Regions from separate parts of the Zea mays genome. Here region 2 is linked to region 1. A link is a contact called in public Hi-C data. All regions are on one chromosome and are shown on one strand. The core of a region is the stretch at or near the end of the contact, and the rest is flanking DNA. Distances in the headings are between cores, read along the strand shown. Region 1 holds the start of LOC100501360. Region 2 has its middle 52 kb from the start of LOC103626730.

The links. Hi-C and Micro-C count contacts between places; a contact is called where the count stands out from the background.
Region 2: a Hi-C map of leaf shows a contact between it and region 1, with 7 times the contacts expected there. The contact joins the enhancer-like site here to the promoter of LOC100501360 in region 1. A contact is called at or near these places in 2 of 25 Hi-C or Micro-C datasets (endosperm and leaf).

The regions. Positions count from the first base shown.
Region 1 is chr5:97,193,063-97,196,587 of Zm-B73-REFERENCE-NAM-5.0, reverse strand. LOC100501360 reads left to right here and starts at 1,671. Exons shown (of 8, transcript NM_001196103.1): 1 at 1,671-1,921; 2 at 2,066-2,199; 3 at 2,317-2,498; 4 at 2,599-2,883; 5 at 3,000-3,058; 6 at 3,141-3,177; 7 at 3,267-3,338; 8 at 3,459-3,525. The coding sequence starts at 1,840.
Region 2 is chr5:97,349,952-97,353,476 of Zm-B73-REFERENCE-NAM-5.0, reverse strand. No RefSeq gene overlaps it. Among protein-coding and RNA genes, the nearest start is that of LOC103626730, 52 kb to the left of the region's middle. Within about 2 kb of position 1,941, at least 17 of the 20 cell types and tissues checked have an H3K27ac peak or open chromatin away from gene starts, as enhancers often do. A contact at or near this core is called in endosperm and leaf, where this site is marked.

The DNA.
Region 1 (3,525 bases), core at 422-2,921:
GTATATCAGTCGTGCTCACGGTCATGAGCGGCTCGGACCCTCATATGAGTAACTTATGGAATTAAACTTAATTTGTCATATGCATTGCATTGTTGGATTTATTATAATGGGATCTCTTATTTTTATTGAGTCAGTATACACTTATATTTAGTAACTGCTAATAAAATTTGACCAACTTATTAAAAGCAACGCTCATCCTTAACCATTATTTGTTGATCAGCCTTACACTATACATGAGCCCGCACTGTAAGTGAGCTCATGCACATTATCCCCCACACTTCTTGAGCGATGAACTTTTGTGAGCTCACTCTAGTGATAACCCCCCAGGTGAAGAGCAGGTGCCACCGGAGGAAGACTACTATAACGAGTTCGACGAGGTCTAGATGTCGTCTCCCACTCAGCTTGATGGCGCCAAGGAAATAATATTAGTTCGATTTATTTATTATCAGTTATTATGTAAGACATTTTGTTATCTAATAAAGTTTGTGACCTTCGTCTCTATACAGTGAGTCATTGTATGCGTTGATCTTTTTTGGCACACATATGAGACGCCCCCGGGTTTGCCTCTTAAATCCGGTGTGACACCCGAGGCCAGCCCCCGGGACGGGAGACGCAGGTACGACTCACCCGAGGCCACCTCGGGCGGGAGACGCAGTCACGGCACGCTCGAGGCCAACCTCTTGCAGGAGACGCAGTCACGACTCGCCTGAGGCTAACCTCGGGCGAGAGACGCAGTCACGACTCGCCTGAGACCAACCCTGAACGGGAGATGCAATCACGACGCATATGAAAATTGTCTACACATTTGTCTGTTATTAAAAATTCTATATTGACTCTTTAGAAATAATTTGTGCGATATTGATAATGTTTGTCACAGTGACTTTGCATATCATAATGATGTTTGTCGTTCCGTATTTATGTTTCATACAATTTTTTTACTCCTGTACGGGCACATACCTAGTCCAACCTTATATCACATTTAACACTTAAACCCTTACACCACTCGCTTACTTAGATTTATATATAAAAAAAACTCTAATAAACTACGGTTACATTTATGATTAGACTATGATCTAATGGACCAGAATGCATCTTATTATATATTAAGCGTCATATTAAGATTGAAAATATATGTCTGTACAGTAAAATCACTATCCGTGTCCGGTGGTGGTAGCATAGGTGTATCGAACAAGTTTTCACACCTAACCTCCGAACGAAGTATATTTTACTAGCATTTGTTGGCATTAATAATGCAGGTCATGTTAGTCCTTCTCCTTCACATGGCGCGGGCCGGCACACGATCCTTGGACGCAAACGTCAACCCCAGAATGTGCATACATTGCCCCGCCGGCTGCCGCGAACCGCGTCATGAATCCCGGAGCGCGCAACAACCATTCCACCAAAAACATGCTCCACGACGAAGCACTGAACTCGTCTGCGAACACCCCCCCCCCCCCCCCCCCCCCCCCATTGCGATTCAAATTCGCATCGGATTTATGGACGACCGCTTGCGAGTTGTGAGTCATGCATGGTCGTTTCTTGGCGAGTAGTAACGCAAGCTTAGCTTTGGCTGTGGCAGTCTATCTATCTAGCACCTCGTCGTTTTCTTCATCCATTCCATCCCCTCGTTCCCAAATCTGCAAGCTTTTAAGAAAAAAACATTCCACCCACCAACCAAACTGTCAAGTGGTCACCAGCTAGGTTTCCCTTTCCCTTCCGTGGCCCACGGCTCCGCGTCCTCCTCCGCAGTCGGCCGTTCGAACCCCGACTACTGACGCCGTGTTGACTCGCTTGCGACAACCAACTGACTCAAGCAGAAACGCACGTCCTCCCGTGGCCATGGCCGCGGCGGCGCGCCGCGCGATCCCCCTCGTCCTGATCTTCCTCGTCTCGGCGCCCTTGTACGCGGCCGATGCGTCAGGTGAGGTTCTTGAAAATTATGTTTCTTTTTTCCTCCTCTCCCGTCGATATCGCCGTGGTGTGTTTTGAACTTTTGACGCGTGGAACGAGAATTCGGATTGCGTATATGTAACTTTGGTTGAGATGTTGGGATCGTCGTCTCCAGCGGCAGCGGCGGGGGCCGGGGCGAACTCGTCGTCGTTCCTGCTCGCGGCGGAGCAGACGCAGCGGAAGGACCCGCTCGATGGGCTGAGGTACTACACCGGCGGGTGGAACATCAGCGACGAGCACTACTGGGCCGTGAGTTCTCCTTCCAGATCCCATCTTGATCGATCGTTTTTTGGTTATCCATTGTTATGATCCTCGATTTCGCTGTTGGTTCCGGCGACGCCTCGCGCGCGATCGTCGATCCTCCAGTCCGTCGGCTTCACCGCGGCGCCGGTGTTCGCGGCGGCGGCTGTCTGGTTCGTCGTGTTCGGCATTGGGCTGTTCATCGCCGGCTGCTGCTTCTGCTGCTGCCCGGGCGCCGGCGACGCGTACTCGCGCGCGTGCCTGTGCGTCTCGCTCGTGCTCCTCCTCGTCGCCACGGCCGCGGCAGCGTACGTACAACCAAATTCCCCCGATCGCGTCGACATCCGATTCGTCTCCGATATACGTACGAAATAACACCTCGACGGACGCCGTCTCTCTCCGTCGCAGTGTCGGCTGCGCCGTGCTGTACGACGGGCAGGGCAGGTTCCACGGCAGCACGGTGGCGACGGTGGACTACGTGGTGCGGCAGTCGGGCGACACGGTGGCCAACCTGCAGCGCTTCACGGGCTTCCTGGAGACCGCCAAGGCCGCCGGCGTGGGGCCCGTCGCGCTGCCCGACGACGTCAAGGGGAGGATCGACGACGTCGTGCGCAAGGTGGGCGCGGCCTCCGACGAGCTCGCCGCCCGCACGGCCAGCAACGCCGCCAAGATCCGCGCCGCCCTGGAGACAGTGTACGCCATCGGTCGATCGACCACCGCACCTTGTTCGTTCGTTTGGTTCCTGACTGTGCATTACTCCACTCCTGATCGTCTTCTTGTTGTTGCTGCTCCAATCTAATGCAATATAGAAGGAAGGTTCTGATAGTTGTTGCGGCGGCGATGCTAATCCTCGCTTTTCTTGGCCTTGGTGAGCACCAATACCTTTTTTTAGAGTTAAAGCACCAATACTTCCTACCGCTGTTTTTGCTTACATTTCTGCTGCATTGCAGTGTTCTCGCTGTGTGGGTTGGAATCGATTGTCTACGTGTAAGCATCAAACACATACATATATTCGTCGCTTTCATCCGATGAAAATTGAAAATGCTGATGCAGCTTCAAAATCCGATGGCATGCAGGTTGGTGTTCCTGGGGTGGATCCTGGTTGCAGGGACGCTTGTACTGTGCGGTACTTTCCTCCTCCTGCACAAGTAGGTGACTTTGCTTGTTGCTTATAAGTCAAGTACTGTCACGAGCACTCCTACTCCAGTTTGGTTGCCAGACACACACACACACGCTCAAACTCCAGGTCTGCAATGGTATACGTGCAGCGTGGTGGACGACACGTGCGTGGCGATGGGCGAGTGGGTGCAGCACCCGCAGGCGCGCACGGCGCTG
Region 2 (3,525 bases), core at 692-3,191, 160 kb before region 1:
CCCTCACAAAAAAGTGCGGCAAAGCCTCCAAGTGAGTATCATCACTCCCTTCGAGGCTCGGGGGCTACTGTCGGGTACCGTAATTAGGGGTACCCCCAACTCTCCTAAACACGGCTGGTAACCACCATCAGCACAAACCGCAAAGACTGATGGGCGCGGTTCAGGTCAAGGCCTCGTCTACCAAGGGACACAATCTCGCCTCGCCCGAGCCCGGCCTCGGGCGGGAACAGTAGTCCCGGACGAATTCACGCCTCGCCCGAGGGCCTCCTCAGGCAGTGGGCGCACCCTTGGCTCGCCCAAAGCCCAGCTCGGGCAGGCTTCATCGAGAAGCAACCTTGGCCAAACCGCCTCACCAACCGACCGTATCGCAGGCGCATTCAATGCAGGGATCGCCTGACACTTTATCCTGGCACGCGTGCCTCAGTCAGCAAGGTCGAAGTGACCGCAGTCGCTTCGCCCTTTCACTGACCGACCTAACAGGAAGACAGCGCCGCTCGCCCCGCTCCGACTGCTGTGCAACCCACCAGGGTGAGACTGACAACAGCCAAGTTCGGCCTCGGGCGTAACAGGAAGCTCCGCCTCGCCCGACCCTATGGCTCGGCCTCAACCTCGGCCTCGGAAGGAGGTCTCCGCCTCGCCCGACCCCAGGGCTCGGCCTCAACCTCGCCTCGGGAGGAATCGCGTCCTCGCCCGACCCCGGCCTCGGCCTCAGGAGAAATCTCCGCCTCGCCCGACCTTGGGCTCGGACCGACCGCGCCACGGGGGATACATCATTACCCTACCCCTAGCTAGCTCAGGCTACGGGGGAACAAGACCGGCGTCACATCTGGCTCGCCCCGGTAACAAGTAATGACGACTCCCCGTGTGCGTCCATGACGATGGTGGTTCTCAGCCCCCTACGGAAGCAAGGAGACGTCAACAGGATCCCAGCAGCACCGACAGCTGTGCTTCTACAGGGCTTAGGCACCTCTCCGACGGCCACGTTACCGTGTACGCAGGGCTCTAGCACCTCTCCGACAACCACGTTGGCATGTAAGCTACATCCCCCATTATACACCTGGACCCTCTCCTTGCATCTATAAAAGGGAGGTCCAGGGCCTTCATGCGAGAGGGTCGCGCGGGGGAACGAGCTAACGAACAGGCTCACCCTCTCTCTCGCGAACGCTTGTAACCCCTACTACGAGCACACCCCGCTAGTGCAAGATAATACGAGCCGCGTTTCTCCCTTGTGTTCCATCTCGACAAATTTACTCGTCGGTCTAGGGACCCGGGTCCGAAACGACGACACAACAATTTAGTTCAGTCCCTCCTAAACTTTTTTCTGACTCCGTCCCTGTAGTAGAGCATCCTGTTTGGTTAGAAAAGCAGCTCCCCTCCCTTATATATATTATTTACCGATACATTAAATAACACAATAATAAATAAATAAATAAATAAAAATGAAAACTGTAATTAGAGATTCGGCACCGCGCGCATGCAGCGTGTACGTTCGCGGTTCAAAATACTTGCACAACCTGTTCGTTAGCTTTCTTTTTTTGTGTGCAATGTGGGACCCACGGGAGAGAAAAAAACGCGAGAGCCACGGCAGAAGCTTGTTTTTTGCGCTCCTAGCTTCGTCTGGGTTTTGGAAAGAGGTCTTTCCTTTTTTTCACGGAGAAGCCAAACAAGGAGCACGTAGAATTTGTGACAGATTTGTTAAAGTAGCCTAGAAAAAGGAGTCCTAGGGCCCTAAGAATTATACAGGAGAGCTGTAGTAGACGCGTCCGGTGCATAATAGAGCCTGGTTGGGTTTGGGTAAGGAATCACAACGGGCACCTTACCAGTTCCATCTAAATCCTGTAAGCAGCCCAGCTGAGTGGCAAAAAATACGGCTTGCCCACAGCCCACCAGGGCCCGAGCCGACGCGGTAGTTCCTAGACAAAGGGTACTCACCGGGCCAGTGGGCCACCCGACCTGCCTCGCGGGCCGTTTCGGACTGCCTTGTTGTGGGCCGATGGCATGGATCATCATCTCCGAAGCTCGCGCGTTGCTTCGCCGTTGCGTGGCGGCTGGTGCGTCGGTGGAGTGGACCGGTCACTGCGCAGACAGCCCCGCGCCGGGAAACCGCCTGGATGTGGCGTCGACGTCGAAACGGCTTTTGCACTGGAACGTACGAACGGGCACTGCACGTACGCCTGCGCGAGAGGGCAACGACGCACATGGTTACGTACGTCGGTGTCGGTATACCTAATCGCGTGTCGTGTCGTTTAGGAGGCAACACGCAACAGCTAGCCTTCCGGTTCAAGGAAATACGCTATTTTGTTTATGCATATATGTAAAGGATACATACAGTTTAATTTGGCGCGACGAGCTATGAGTTCCAATACTATAGCTACTTGCATTGCTGCGATGTTGACTGCCAGGCTACACGAAATTAGGTGCAGCGACCAGCTGTGTACATAGACGATTAATTAATGTGGTGGCTAGCCCTTGACTCTGTCAAAGAAAATTAAAACAAAACCAAGTTTGTGAACAAACAAATGTACTAATAACACCATTTGAATTTTGCCCCTCAAGTTACGTACAAGTTTGTGGACATCGACGCATTTGAATCCCACGGGGGGAGAATCCGGATAAACAAATTTCTCAGAATCCTAAGGTTATCCTTGATTCTTCACAGTAACATACTCATTTAGTCACTACCGGAATCAATAGCTTCGCCGAGTACCGGAAGCACTCGGCGAAGCCCTAAAAACACTCGGCAAAGGCTTTGCCGAGTGTAACACTCGGCAAAGAAGGCTCGGCAAACAGTGCATCGGCAAAGACTTCTTTGCCGAGTACTTTTTCTCGGGCACTCGGCAAATATCTTTGCCGAGTGTCAGGGAGCACTCGGCAAAGAAAAGTGACCGTTACGGCGCCGGTTGACGGAGACGGCGGCTTTGCCGAGTGTCAACGGTGACACTCGGCAACGATGATATCTTTGCCGAGTGCCATTTGGGACACTCGGCAAAGAGCCCGCCAGGGAGGGTCCCCATGTCAGGCTCTTTGCCGAGTGTCCCAATTGGCACTCGGCAAAGCCGACCTCTTTGCCGAGTGCCAGCGACATAACACTCGGCAAAGAACCTAAGCCGGTGCCCAGGTCTGTGCTCTTTGCCGAGTGTTATGACCCAGACACTCGGCAAAGAGCCTCTTTGCCGAGTGTAACACTCGGCAAAGTGACCAGTATGTACCTTTTTTATTTGTTTTTTGTTTTCCATCCACACAAACAGAAGATATCACATATATATCACATATATACATCACAGATATCATCACAAACATAAATAGCCAGCACAAACATAAAACCGTGACCACAAACATAAATATCCATCACAAACATAAGTGTTCAACACAAGTATTAAACACAAACATAAGTCTCAAACGTCGCAAGCTCTCACATAAGTATCAAACAGAAACATAAGTATTGTACATAAGTTCTGAAGTCTAAAACAATGACTCATGGAGGTGGGCGGTTTGGCCGGGGTTGCGTTGGGCTGAACCCTTCCG